Regions from separate parts of the Mus musculus genome. Here region 2 is linked to region 1. Evidence: chromatin contacts called from public promoter capture Hi-C data. All regions are on one chromosome and are shown on one strand. Each heading gives the region's core, a stretch centred on a gene start, on an enhancer-like site or on the middle of the called end of the contact. The rest is flanking DNA. Distances are from core to core; before and after follow the strand shown. Region 1 holds the start of Wnt9a (wingless-type MMTV integration site family, member 9A). Region 2 has its middle 14 kb from the start of Gm33998.

Region 1 (7,140 bases), core at 4,028-6,527:
TTTTGGTGTGTCAAAGACAGTGTGCTCATATACATAAAATAAATAAAAATCTTAAAATAGATGAAATTCTCTGGATGAAGCAGGGTAGGATGGTGCACAGCTGTCATCTCTGCACTTGAGCTGGAGGCAGGAGGAGGATCAGGAGTTCAAGGACAGCCCGGGATACTTAAGACCCTGCTTTTTAAAAGAAACAGAGAAAGAGAGCGGGTCCAGAGGGAGGTATGGGGATTCACTTCCCAGCATGCAACTCGGTGTCTAGTACTGCATAAGATGGCACAATACTCAACTAATCCCTGTATTTGTAAAGAGAGGCAGGAAGATCAAAAATTTAAGTTCCTTAACTATATAGTGAGGCCAAGGACAGGAAGGGAGGAGGAAAGGAGGGAGGGAGGAAGGAAAGGGAAAGGGGAAAAAGAAGAAAAGAAACAGATAGAAGGGCCTTTCCAGCCATTCTATAGTTCACCAAAGAGGGCAGAGCCAAGGGCTTTGAGGATGTGGTGAGGGGACCAGCAAGGATAGACGCCATGACGTCTGTGGGTGGGCTGGGGATCCACAGTGGAGATGCTATCAACACTGCTCTCACTATGTGTTCAGCTGGATGTGCTGGGCTTCAAAGCAAAGCTCACTCTTCCCTGGGATGCAGGAGGTAAGACTGAGAGTCCCTGCCTGGCAAAGCAAGCATTGAGGAACCCAGCGATGACATCCCCACTGTCGCAACAGAAGAACAGAAGGTCATTTTCTGCGCCCCAGCCAGTACCCACAGAAAAACAGGGCCTGGGAGTTGTATCTGGCGTCTGAATATTGTCTTGTAAAAACAATTTAATAAAAGTCTTGCACAAGGGGGCTGGTGAGATGGCTCAGTGGGTAAGAGCACCCGACTGCTCTTCTGAAGGTCCAAAGTTCAGGTCCCAGCAACCACATGGTGGCTCACAACCATCCATAATGAGATCTGACTCCCTCTTCTGGAGTGTCTGAAGACAGCTACAGTGTACTTACATATAATAAATAAATAAATAAATCTTAAAAAAAAAAGTCTTGCACAAAAGAAAAAAACAAACAACAAATTTCTCACACTCATCTCCCAGAGGGTGCATTGGTGTGGATTAATGTTTTTCTCACCATGTCTGCCTTCTGCCTGGCATCTGTCCCGAACCAGGTCTTGGGCTGGTGCTGCCCAGACTGTAGGCTATGCACATGCTGACTGGGATAGTAGCCAAGATGCTGGCTGGGGCAGTAGTCATTCTCTTACTGAGCGGCAGGGGGCAGCGTGGCTTTACAGTTTAGCTTCCCAGTCTTGGCTCCAGCATGGGCTCCTGAGTGTGTGTGTGTGTGTGTGTGTGTGTGTGTGTGTGTGTGTGTGTGTGTGTGTATGTGCGCGCGCGCGCATGCTCTCTCTCTCTCTCTCCTTCCCTCCCTCCCTCCTCTCCCTCCTTCATACACACACACACACACACACACACACACACACACACACATCACACATCACACCACACATTATCACAGCCATGAGCTCATTCTGTCCATGTCTGGCAATCTGGGTGGATTCATTTCTCCTCACACTCTGTCCAGCTTCATTTCAAATGACTCATGCATGGTTTTGCCTTTTCCCCCAGGGAGACCCCTGCCCAACCTTCTCAATTAGGTAGTGTTTCCTGATAAGTGGCCCCTTGCCCCACTCCTTCCAGACCACCCGAGACTGGTTCTCCCAGTGTCAAATGCCTAGTGAGTGTAAAGGACAGGACAGATGCCACCACCTTAACCTCTCCCTGCCCACTGTGGGTCCCGCTGTTCACTGTCTACTCAAATTATGCAGCCCCAGTCTTGGGAAATGGCAGCAGGGTGGTACTGGGTCCACAGACCCCTCTGTGAAATGGGGTGGACCTAAGACAGTATTGTCACCTGTCCCTCTCAAGCCTGTTGTATTCTCAGTGGACTGGCAGTGACATTTCAGGACCCTGAGAACCCATGTGAGTCCAGAACCTGGGCTCAGTGATCTCAAAAAGACGAGCTGCCCATTTCCTTTCCTCTCGTGGTCGTTCACTTTGGCAAAAGACCTAGAGGCAGGCTGAGAGAATATCAGTGTAAATTTTAGGCAACAAGCAGGGTCCTTTCTCAAGGGGACCTGATCTTCCCTTAATATGGGGGTTCTGGGCCTGCAAGTGGACTCAAGCCTAAAGATCCATCAAAGACTTGCGACTCAGCTTGGTTTTGATCTCTCAGCTTGGTTTTGATCTCTGGATTGTGAATACAGTGACATCTGGCTTCTTCCCTATAATTTGGATCGCCGCACAGGCCTAGGTAGTCACCAGGGGGGATGACAATGAGTCTTCTGGCCCCATAGCCCAAAATGGAACCAGAGGGCCACTTGGCCGTTAGCCAGAGAACATGGGAGGAGATTGGCCTGCCCTTCCCACACTCTGTAAAGCTGAGAGGGTGTGGATGGAGGAGGGGAGAGGGAGAGGAGGGTGAGGGTGTCCCTTCCTCGATTGCTGTGTGCCCTTGGGCACATGAGTTCTCCCAAACTCAGAGGGCTCAGTTTACTACCCAGTGCTTAATAGCTCTTCTTTTGGAATTTGCTTTCTATCTACTTAATGGCTCCTTTGGGCATTGCATATTGACCAGCCCCCCAAAAGCCCTCTGGTTTCATTTTGGGCTACAGGGCTTCCTGGACCTGCTAACTCTGGTCCTCTGTGCCCTCCTCCCCTGAGCTTTTCTCTCCTTTCTACCCATTTTCATCAGAGACACAAACACGTGTGGCAGAACCTCCATGGGGCAGAGGCCCTTTCCAACCCGATGCTAGGCTGACTGGTGACAGTTTGGGCAGATATAGTAGGACTGGCAGGCTGGTCCTCCTTTGGGACAGCGTAGCAGTGCCAAGCCCTGTATGAAGAAGCACCTCAAAGGTTTGTGTGGAAGAGAGAGGGGACACTTTGGCTTCCCTGTGCTTTGGAGCAAGATTGCTATATGGGTGAGCAACATGCAGGTGACAGGGTGCTGGGGCACTGTCTCCTGAAGTCCTGTTGAAGGTGGTACAGGTGGTATCTCCACCATCTATTGCCACCACCCCATCTATGGAAATAGAAGGCTGGGGAAGTCCTAAGACTTAGATATGGCATTACCTTGTGCAAGCATGAGCCCTGCCACCCACATGCCCTGGTCCCCTGGAGATGGGCCAGGGCTCTGAGTTTGACAGGACACTCAGAGATAGGCTACCCTTACTTCCGGAGCATTGCTGTGATCAGACCTACCCAAGACTAAAGAAAGCAGAACTGTCTCCAGCATCTAAAAGGTAGGTCATCCTCACTAGCAAGCACCCCATCTCCAAAGATGTACAAGGGCTGACTCCAGGCCTCTCTGTGCGTGGGCTGCCCAAGACTGCTGCCTCCTTCCTCTGCACTTGCTGGGTGGCCGAGGTGCCAGCTCCGCTCTCACCGAGTATGCATCGCCTGCAGTGCCTGGCGACACTCGTTTACAATCTCACACATCATTTTTCTTGGAAGCAATCTCGTGCCTTTAAATATGTCATCGCTCAGCGTCTCCCGTCTCCTGCTTCTTCCTAGGAGCGGGAGCCAGGCCTCCAGGTGGAAGTCTCCCTGATGCTGCTCCCCACCCCCCCAACACACACACCACCCCCATGCTGCCATGGCTGGAGCTGCCTTCTGGGTTCATTTTGATGCAGAAGCACCATTGGATGGCGATGTGGGGTGTAGGTGGGTTCCCAGCAATGGGGAGCGATACGAGTCCCCCTGACCGTGTAGTTAAATGGGCCTCTGATGGGGAAACCAAGGCTCGGAGAGGAAGTGATGGGCTCTCCCGACCCCTCACTCAGCCACACACCCACCACATATGGAAGCTTTTCAGTCAGGACAGGGTATATTCACTTGGGTGGTCCACACCCACAGGAGTAACCTGCTTGGCTCTGACCAGTGCGGAGGCTGATGTGATTTTTTTTTTTTCACTCATTTCCTCCTCTGCTTTCCTTTGGAGCCGTGACAGGTGGCTGAGCAGTTGCTGTGCACGGCTAGACAACTCAGCCTCCCAGAGGAGCTCAAAACCCTCAGACTTGGAGGTCTCCCATCCAGAATCAGCCCCTCTAAGTTGAGAAGGCGGTGGCTGGTAAGGAGGTTTGCCTTCCAGGGTGTGGAGCTTGCCCCTGTAAGCCCAGGTCAGGGAGGCACGCTAGTGTTGGAGGTCCCTGGGTTTTGTTAGCTTGGCTCTGGTGTGTGTGTGTGTGTGTGTGTCACTGTCTTGCACAGAAAGTGCGTCTCCAGCACGGAAGGTTGACACGCGGTGGGCATGTGTCAGGATCCAATCACTCGGTCCTATTCTCCAGCACTTTGAATGGTCCCTGAATAAGCCGCCCCTCCCCCAATGTCAGGGGACTCTTAAGCAGTCTATTGGGTGCCCTGGGCAATTGTGTTTCTCTGCGTGTTAGTTAAGGTTTGACTTATAGACAATTCAGTCCACGAAGATGAGTCACAGCTCTGGGCTTTCACACAGACCAGTCACCATCCTGGCCAGCGGTCCCCTTCATCTTCCACCCTGTTTGGGGTATGAGGTCCCTGAGTGTCAGTGATATCTGCAGCTAGTAGTCCAGAAGTCCCTGAGGACCATATTGTCCCATCCTCAGGTCCAAGTCGGCCACAGCACCGGCTCTGCAGAAATGCCTTTTTGGTCTCCCTTGGAGAGGTCGCCTTTCCATTCCTCCAGCTACAGCACCCCAACTTTCAGCAGTGGCTCCCTCTTGGCAACATTGGCCCGCGAGTGGATTCGCGTCCCCCCACGCTCCCGCTCTGTAATCCAGTGGCTAACGTCGCTCCCAAGCCACCCAGTCACTATCCCCTCAAGCACAGTCGTCCAAGTTTCTCGGCTCTTGGATGTCTTTCCCGGCGGCCAACACCCGGTCCCTAACTGTCAGGAGACACCCCGGAGCTCGCACTTGTGTCCTGGCTGCAGACACCTAGCCCCGGGGTCTAACCCTGCTCTGTCTCTCAGTCCCGCCCCATCGCTCCTTCTGGCTCCGTTACTCGACCGGGGTTCCCACCGCGCCACGTGCCCAGCCCTCCCCACAGCGCGCCCCAGGCCCGCCCCGCGAGCCGAGCAGCTCGGCGGCCGCGGCGGCGGCGGCGGGCGCGCAGCTCGGATTTCGGCCCGCCCCCGGCGCCGGCGTGACCCCTCCTCCGGGGCGCGGGCGGGCCGAGCCCAGCTGGCCGGCGCCCCGCCCCGCGGCCGCGGCTGCGGACGCTATAAGAGGGCGGCGGTCGCGGCGCGCCCTGCGCGGAGCCCGGAGCGCGATGGTCTGCCGCCGCGGCGCGGCAAGATGCTGGATGGGTCCCTTCTGGCGCGCTGGCTGGCCGCGGCCTTCGGGCTGACGCTGCTGCTCGCCGCGCTGCGCCCTTCGGCCGCCTACTTCGGGTAGGTGCCCGCGGCGGGCGGCCGCGCGAGGGCGGGCGAGGGCGGCGGGGCCGGACGGGGGCATCGAGCCCGGGGTAGCACTCGCCAGGTGCTCGGCGGGGTACACGGGTGGCTTGGAGTCGTTAGTTGGCAGCGAGCGCGCCTCTCGGTCCGCAGGTCGTTGCCCGCCGTGCGCCCTAGAGGTAGAGGGGCCGGTGTCCCCGACGGGCTTGCGCGGGGCCGCGGTCCACGGTGACTCCCGAGTCGCCGCCGCCGCCTTAGGCCGCGGTGTTCCTGCCAAAAGGCTGGAGCCTCCCTGGCCCCTGCCCACTACCCCCCTTCTCTCCTGGAAAAGTTAATTTAACAACAACAAAAAAACACGTACAAAATCCAGATGTTCCTTGCACTGAGCCCCAAAGGGGAGAAAAAAAACCCTCCAAGCTGGAGAAATTTATTTTTCTTGCGCTTTTTTCTGGCGCTCGCCCGAGCCTGGCCCCGACCTCGGCCCTCGGGAACACGTCTGGGAGACCTGACCCCGGGGGGTAAACGCCGCCGCTGTCCCGCGGGGTCGCCGCCCGCACTCGCCTGTCTATGCGTTAGCAGTTTTGCCGCGTTCTTGGGCGCGTCTCTTCACCTTTGGTTCCTTTCGTCCCTCCCTCTCTACTCGCTTTCCCAGGTTTGGGATGCCTGAACCCAGCGATCTTTAGAGGGACACCCACTGCACTTTGAGTTCTCCAAGGTCCTGGGTGGCACCACGCATGGCAGCGCCCCAGCTTTCTCTGCCCTCCCTGCTTATCACCCTTCTTTCCCCCTCTGGGAGACCTGGGTTAGCCCCTCGGGTCGCAACCCTGGTCCTGGGTGATCTGGACTGCGTCTTGGGCCGCCGCCCTTCGCCGGTCACCTGTTCCCTCGCCCCTGGCTTCAGTGGCCGCTCGCAGCGGTGTGGCCGGCAGAGGGCCCCGTTGGTCTAGGAATCTGGCACCCGCCAGGGCAGGGAGAGGCGGCTGGGCTGAGGAACCCTGCAGGTGTATCCTGTTCTCAAAGAAAATAAAATATTTTCATGGGAAATTTTCCCTTTGTGTTTTTCTTTCTCCTCCTTTCTCCTCCGTCTGTCCATTTCTTCTGGGTTGTCTTCCAGGGTCAGTTCCATGTCTCGGTTCCCAGGGTCTCCCCACCCTGGCTCCCCTGGTCCGACCCCTGGGCCTTGGCCTGGCACGCCCCTGCACGCCATCTGTGCAGCCCTAAGCCTCACCCGCGGGCAAGAGGGAGGGCTGAGGATGGCCGTCTGGCCACAGGTCCGCGGTGAGTCACAGCAGCCCATCAGCCAGCTGTGCCTTCCTCTCTTCTGGCCCAGTCAGGCATCTGACACGCCCTGGGCTTGCGTGAGCGGCCACTTTGCTCCTTCTGGGATCTCTGCTGCTGGCCTTGTGGCCCTGGGATTCAGAACCTACAGGTGATGGGGTTAGAATCCTGGTGGCTGTAATGCCTCCCATCCATCCCTCTCTCTCACCCTCGCTTAGCTGGCTTGATACTTTGCATCTTGGGAAAATTCTCTAGCTTGGCGCCTGAAGGGGTGTTGGAACTCCCGGTTCCGTGGCAGGGTTTAAGTACAGGTCAGCTGGCTCCCAAGCAGATACCGAAGACAATACTGATGTATTGCTATGGCTTGGGTCAGCCTCTACTTAGCTCTCTGTTGCAGAGGACCCATTAAGGAAAGCTGACCATGCCTTTGAGCGCTCCTCTCCT
Region 2 (6,909 bases), core at 1,029-3,528, 320 kb after region 1:
TCATAAAATATTTTATTAAAATCCATGGCTTACAACCTTCCTCGTTGGCCTGAATGGCCCCTTCCACTTCCTTTTTATAAGACTTGCCTTGCATAGTCAAATGACTTTTAAAGTTCATCAGACAAATTGCCTTGGTTAAACTAATGATCCTCAGGACCCAGTATTTATCCCTTAGCCAAGGTCTAAGACTTGAAAGTAACAGAAAGGGAGGGGGTGTAAGGGATAAAATGACTACGGAAACCCATCACGTGCCAACTTTATTTTGTGTCTGTCTAGATGCTTCGCCGTCCATCCTCCAACAGCCTTGGCAACGCTTTTTGGAACAGTCTATGAACTTGACCATGGTCCAAACATATTATGTAGTGTCTGGAATATACAGCTGAGCATTGTAAAGAAAGATGTTTCTAGGCCACTCCAAATCCCTTACTAGTGTAACTTCCACGTCAGACACTGATGTAACTGTGCCTTTCTTTTTAAATGCCATACACCTGACTGGGGCACCAAGAGACTTCACAGCGGCACAGGTCACTCTTGATCTCGCCATTAATAAAAAGAACTCCAAACTTTTAATTAGTTTAATCGGCATGGTTGTCAATAATTATCTCGCCTGGATAATTTCACTGTGACAGTATATTGATGTATAGCTGCTCTCCAATGTGCTCAAATGTGGTTGTAAACACTTGGTCTCATGGATCATAGCATAGCAGCTTGGATTGTTCTACCTCTGAATGACTTCTTCAATGTCCAGATGCACCGCTGTAAAAAACTATGTGCACCACTTTCTAATAAACCCTTTGTCATCTCTGTCTCCATGCATGCTGTGTGACTAGTACAGCCATTCTCACCTTTAACTTTTTTTCCTGTTTACAGGTTCATCAGGATGCTCTGCTGCGGTCCTAATAATGTATGTCCTGCTGTTCTTCTTCAGGCATGTTTAGAGCTGTAAAACACCCCTGTTTGCTTTGCTGTAAGCACATCTGTTTATGCTGCAGCTTTGGGACATTGGTTTTTGCAAACATCCAAATGTGTAATTTTTTGTACAAATGGATAACGAGCTGCTCTGCTAGCACATTCACACGCAGTGATGTGGTGGTACAACCTCGGATCTCCCGTGTCATAATTCCAGGAGTGTGGATGTCCAGCACCCCTGAGTCCTGCTAGACGTTTACATTTGTGTGTGTTTCTGTAGCAGTGTATTTGTCTACAATGTGCTTGAATGAGCTTGTGAACACTTGGTCTCATGGATTCTAGAATATCAGTTAGAATCGCTCTACCTCTGAGCTTGTTCGTCAATATCAGGGTGCACTGTTAGAACAATATGTTCATATGCCCTGATTTCTAATAATATTTTTATCACTTCTGTTACACACATCTGTGTTTGGTGCAGACCAATACAACCATCCTTGCCACCATAGGTTTATTACCTCCCGGTATGTGTCCACCTCAGGGCACTGCTGTACTTCTAAAAACATATGTGATATATATTTCTAATTTAGAAATCTTCAGAGCTATACAAGAACCTCCATCTGCTCTGTTACAAATGTAAATCTGGTTACACTGCATAGTAGGACATCAATTTTTGGCAAACATGCAACTGTGTGGTGTTTCCATCCAAGGAAGGTGTGAGCTGCTGTGCTGGCCCATCCACGTGCATCCATGTGCATCGATGAAGCAGTACATCCTTTTATCCTTTATAGAATTTTCACAAGGGCAGATGCCCCATACCCATGGGCCCTCTTTTAATATCACATTTCTATTGTTTCTGTAAGAGTCCGTGTGTATACGGCTGTTCTCATCCGATGCATTTGGGTTTGCATGTAAATAAAGGGCCTCACAGACACTACAACACCTGTTTCAACCGTGCTTCCTTTGAAATGGTTCTTCAGTGTCGAGTGCGGTTTAGCACCAATATAGTGACCTACTGTACCCGATATTGCTATGGTTGCATGAACATGCAACTCTGACGGCTTAAATTAAAACGATTTTTTAGGATGAAGTGATTTTTTTGTTTGTTTGTTTTTGGTATAAGAAGCAAGACTGGGGAACCTTGGCCATCCTGACAGCAGACAGTGGATGGTGCGTAAGTATTCATTATCGCAGTCTCTTTGATCTGTGTATCTGAACTTCTGCATCATTAACGATTTTAAACATATCATTTCCCTCGAATTAATAATCTGTATGCTGAAGTTCTTGGAGAAATACATGTCGATGGTCCTAGCCTATTCTGAAATTTGTCAGAATCAAAAGATAAGGGGCAGAGGGGGAAGAGGCTGGGTAGCAGTTGCACAGGTCAGAGGTCTCGGCACAGTTGCTCAGGAAAGAGCAAGTCCCAGCACCTGGTGTAGTGTGGTAATTGTGGTTTCCTATTTATTATGCTTTTGTTCTTTTCTTATTTAAAAACAAGTTACATGTAATATATTTTGATCATATTATTCCCCCGCCCCAACTCCTTTCAGATTCTCCCCACTTGCCTACCCACCTAACTTCATGTTCTTTTTATCTATCAGACCAAAAACAAAAACACCTTCCCAAAGGTCAAACCAAAACAACAACATCAAAAGGCAAAATAACCAAAGCAAACCAAAAAGCAAACAATGAAAAAAAAAACCCAACATCGAGTCTGTTTTGGTTAGTAAACTACTCCTGGGCATGGGACCTACCCTGGAGTACGCTTTGATATAGTAGCTAGTGACCCTGCATTGAACAAAATTGATTTTTCCCCTTCAAGACTCTCTATGCAAGGTTTACAGATCTATGTGGAAGAGGGGGCAGAAAGATGGTAAGAGCCAGGGGTGATGGACAGCTCCAAGGAAATGGTGTCCTCCAGACACAGCAGGATTGATGCCCATATGAACTTCCACATACTGTGGCAGCATGCACAAACCCTGCAAGGGCTCAAATTCCAGCACAGGGAAGGGGGGGCAGACACAAACTCTCACCCCTAGCCAAGAATCTATTCACAAGTGATTATGTGTTTTTAAAGACTTGAAGAGAGTGGGGCTGGAGAGGTGGCTCACTTAAGAACACTTGCTCTGGCAGAGGACCTGGGGTTAGTTCTCAGCATGCACATTGCACGGGGGCATAGTTCATAACAAAACTACCTATAACTTCAGGAGACCACATTCCTTCTGTCTACTGCAGGCATCTACACACATAGCTACTACTCAGGTGCACACACAAAGTAAGTAAGAGATGCATGAAAAAGAAATCTCTTTCTTAAGTGGGAAGTTCATGGGCTCTCGTCACAAGGAAACGGTATATGCCCAAGGAGACAGAGCACCAAACACTCTTGGCACACTCTGCATCGTGTGCGTCAAACCATCACCTTGTACTTTGTGTTCAAGGAGAAAAACTAGTTTCCATAGACATGAATACAGAAGATTCCACAGGAGTTGAGGACAGACACACCTTACATTGATTTTTACATGTGTACCAGTGAGCCCTATTTGTAGTCATTAAGAAGTGCAGTCAAGTCCTGAGTGACTCCCATGTTTTGGGACTAATATGTATCCCAGGAGTGGCAGTGAAGCCTGTATCGAGTACCAGGGCAGTCTGATTTCAAACAGCTCAGGTGGATGCAGATGCCTTGTCCCCTGGAGATCACCACAAGGATGCTGGAGACTGACTCCTCCTAGGGTGCACACTGTTGGCCAGGCATGGAGGAGATGGAATAGTTCAAGTTCAGGCTCCTCCCCTTGAGAGCTGACATCCCCTCAGGGTCTCCAATAAAATACAACTGCTTCTTTCTGTTTCTTGTATCTCTCTCCACCCTGTTTGCTCTGAGTGGGCTCTGCTTTCCCTCACTGTCTTTATAGGGGTCTCGGATTCTACTGATGTTCCAAGAGCAAAATGCATTGAGCAGTCCTCTCCAGGGACGGTCTTTTGTACAGAGCTTTCTGTGAGCAGTGGACTCCTCTGGCTGGTTGGTTAGCAAGGCCAGATGGGAAAGGAGGGTTAAAAAGGAACTATGGACTTGGCCCCTTTCCTAGCTTTCTGAATGAATTCAGAAGCAGGCCGAACACAGCTGTTGGGGCTTGATTCTCAGGGAAACTACAAGGCCTCTAGCCATGGTTTTCATCGTCACAGACAACAGTTCTACTATGTGTGAGGTTGACAACCACCCATCTAGCTTGAGACCTCAGCCCCTCCCCATCCTGTGTTCCTTCTGTCACCTCGTATGGGGTTCCATGCATTGTGGCAGTATCCTAGAGCTGGGGTATGGTATGCTGACAAGGCCACACTTTATTGGTTTGCAGGCTTTTCCTTGGACCCAGATTGGTTGTTTCCAGTGATCCCAGGTGGGACTGGCTTCCTTCACAGAATCTTTCTTCCTTTCCTGTTAATTTCCTGGTCAGCTAGACACCAAGACACAAATGCGGGGCCAGGAATGGGGTCATACCTGTCAATGTGTCTTAGCCAGGGTCTGGGTCCTCTAGAGTAACAGAACTTATAGAATATATATATATATATATATGGAGAGAGAGAGAGAGAGAATGAATCCAGCAATAGCTTCCTATGAATGGGAGGTCCAAGAATCCAGTAATTATTCAGTCCATGAAGTTGGGTATTCCAGCTGGTCGTCAGTATATGCTGGGATCCTAAAGAAGTAGGCTCTAATGCCAGTGAAGGAATGGACTTGCTAGTGAGGGTGAGAGCAAGCAGGGCAAGAACAAAAGCTTCCCTCTTCCACAACCTTATATGGCTTCCAGCAGAAGATGTGGCCCAGATTAGAAGTGGTCTTCCGACTTCAAATTAAGCAAAAATTCCTCAAAGGCGTGCCCCTCCATTTGGAGGTTTTAGTCAATCCAGATGTAGTTAAGTTGACAATCCATCACACAGAGTAAGTGGGAAAGAACACTGAGGTGACATAGACGCAAAGCCAGAAACAGGTCCCTTCCCATCTCGTCCCAGGATTCATCTGGAAGTAGATGTGGAGTACAAAGAGATGACAGCAAATGGAAATCTTCTAGAAAAGTAAGTGACCCTGGCCTGCCCTGAAGGTGGCATTTTCTCCATTCACGGAGCTTTCCTCTTCTGTGATTATGGGTTTGACACTGAGCTGGTCTCTCTCTGGTGATGAAATCACTCGCCACTTCTAAGTGACGCCCACAGAGCCTCTGTTCCCTCACATATGTGATACCTGTGCTACCTCGTGTCCGCACTCACAGCCTGCTTGCAGATTGTGAGCAACAGAGATGAGAAGAGACACAGCCCATTTCCTTTCCTCTTCTTCTCTGCGGTTGTGTTTAGAGAGGGGCTCTTGCTTTTTTCCATGACACCAATTGGGCCAATGAATTTGTTGGGCTCCATGCTGAGGAAAGCAGATGTTGGGTCTCTCTTGAAATTATAAGAGGTTTGAATGGCAACAACTCATTAAGGATGTGTGCCCAAGGGAATGGGCAAAAGAACAGATAGCCAATGCGAGAGGGGCCACACAAAGCAAAGTTCTGCAGAACATAGGCTCAATTGCTCTCTGGGGCAGCCCCACAAGGCAGGTCCCATGGCAGGATCCTAGCCTGAGCTACAGTTTCCATTCTCTCTCCTCCTGGTCTCTCTGGAAGATGGTGGCACTTCTCAGCCTTGTAGGTAAAATTGACAAGGTCTTAGGAGGACTGTGACTGTCCTGGAAAGAGTCACTGGTGTGCAGAGTGGAAACAAACGTGTATTATTTAGGCCATCAGCATGCAAGGAGAGTAGCCACAAGACAGACAGGAATGGTCCCAACAAAGAGACAAGACACTGAGGCTTCAAGCAACACACACGTGTAGTTAATCTTCTGTCCTTTCCACTTCATAGTGTATCTAGGCAATTTCAGGCCTCAGCTTATAAATCGGCATCTTTCTATCTGGCTTTTATGCAGCATTCATCCCTGGATACATTATCATGTATATTACCTGCCTCTATTTGGTGGGGTTTTGTTCCCGGTCTTGAAAGAAAAAACATTCTTTGATAAATATTCACATGCTAGCTTGTCACAGGCAATACACAAAGTGTCTATGTGGGATAAATGCTTTCTAGATGAGAAGGCATGTGCGTTAAAAAAAATTATGTCTATACCAACTCACATGCCCACGCCAACAGTGTTATCACCATTCTGGGTCATTGCCAATCAGATAGTTCTTGGTTTGGATTTACACTTCTCCAATGATACATGACTAAGTGCTTCTCCTTCATCCAAGAGCCATTTGTGTTTCTTGTTCTGGGAATTGCCTGTTTTGTATTCTCATTTTTTCTTTACCCTCTTGCTTTATCGACCTATAGAAATACTTTACATAGTCAAGAAATTTTGAATCAGGCAGTGGTGGCACAAACCAAGTCCCAGCACTAGGGAGGCAGAGGCAGGAGGATCTCTGAGTTCAGGGCCAGCCAGGTCTACATAGTGAGCTCCAGGACAGCCAGAGCTACACAGAGAAACCCTGTCTCGAAAAAACAAAATGAAAAAAAAAAAAGAAGAGGAGGAAGAAGATGAAGAAGATGGGGAGGAGGGAGAAGAGGAGGGAGAGGATGCGAACAAAGAAGAGGAGGAGGAGGAAGAAATTTGTGTTTTGTGCTGAGTGATTTAACAATGGAGGCAAAGGGAGGGATAATAACTTTGCATATTACTTCTGCTACCTCAGTCTCATGTCCAGATCCATCCTTTCCAGCCAATGGTTCTTTGCTTCTTCCTTTTTGTCTTCCCATTTCCTGCCTGCTTTGTCCTGGCTAAAATTCCCAGAACTGGTTTCAGTAGTGAAAGAAAACATGATGTCTGTATTTCACCACATTAAGGATTTTAGGAGTTGGGTCTGAATGATGTGATTTTCTTCCTCTAAGTGGGTACTCCACCTGATAGATAACCTGGGTCCCCTGATTACCAGGTCATTATGATGAATAATCCCTCTTAGTCAGCCCAGACTTGGGTATTGCAGC

What was found. Promoter capture Hi-C pulls out the DNA fragments that hold promoters and counts their contacts.
Region 2: a promoter capture Hi-C map of embryonic stem cells shows a contact between it and region 1, with 4 times the contacts expected there. The contact joins the enhancer-like site here to the promoter of Wnt9a in region 1. A contact is called at or near these places in 15 of 39 promoter capture datasets (the 3T3-L1 cell line, 3T3-L1-derived adipocytes, the SN4741 cell line and 8 more), 1 of 15 datasets of contacts at CTCF or cohesin (large pre-B cells), 12 of 484 Hi-C or Micro-C datasets (the HL-1 cell line, cardiomyocytes, cerebellum and 7 more), 2 of 115 datasets of contacts at active chromatin or transcription factors (large pre-B cells and pancreatic cancer cells) and 2 of 9 other capture datasets (embryonic stem cells and macrophages).

What each region holds. Positions count from the first base shown.
Region 1 is chr11:59,301,653-59,308,792 of GRCm38.p6, forward strand. It overlaps Wnt9a (wingless-type MMTV integration site family, member 9A), which reads left to right and starts at 5,278. Exons shown (of 4, transcript NM_139298.2): 1 at 5,278-5,415. The coding sequence starts at 5,321.
Region 2 is chr11:59,626,068-59,632,976 of GRCm38.p6, forward strand. No RefSeq gene overlaps it. Among named protein-coding and RNA genes, the nearest start is that of Gm33998, 14 kb to the right of the region's middle. Within about 2 kb of position 2,279, at least 15 of the 459 cell types and tissues checked have an H3K27ac peak or open chromatin away from gene starts, as enhancers often do.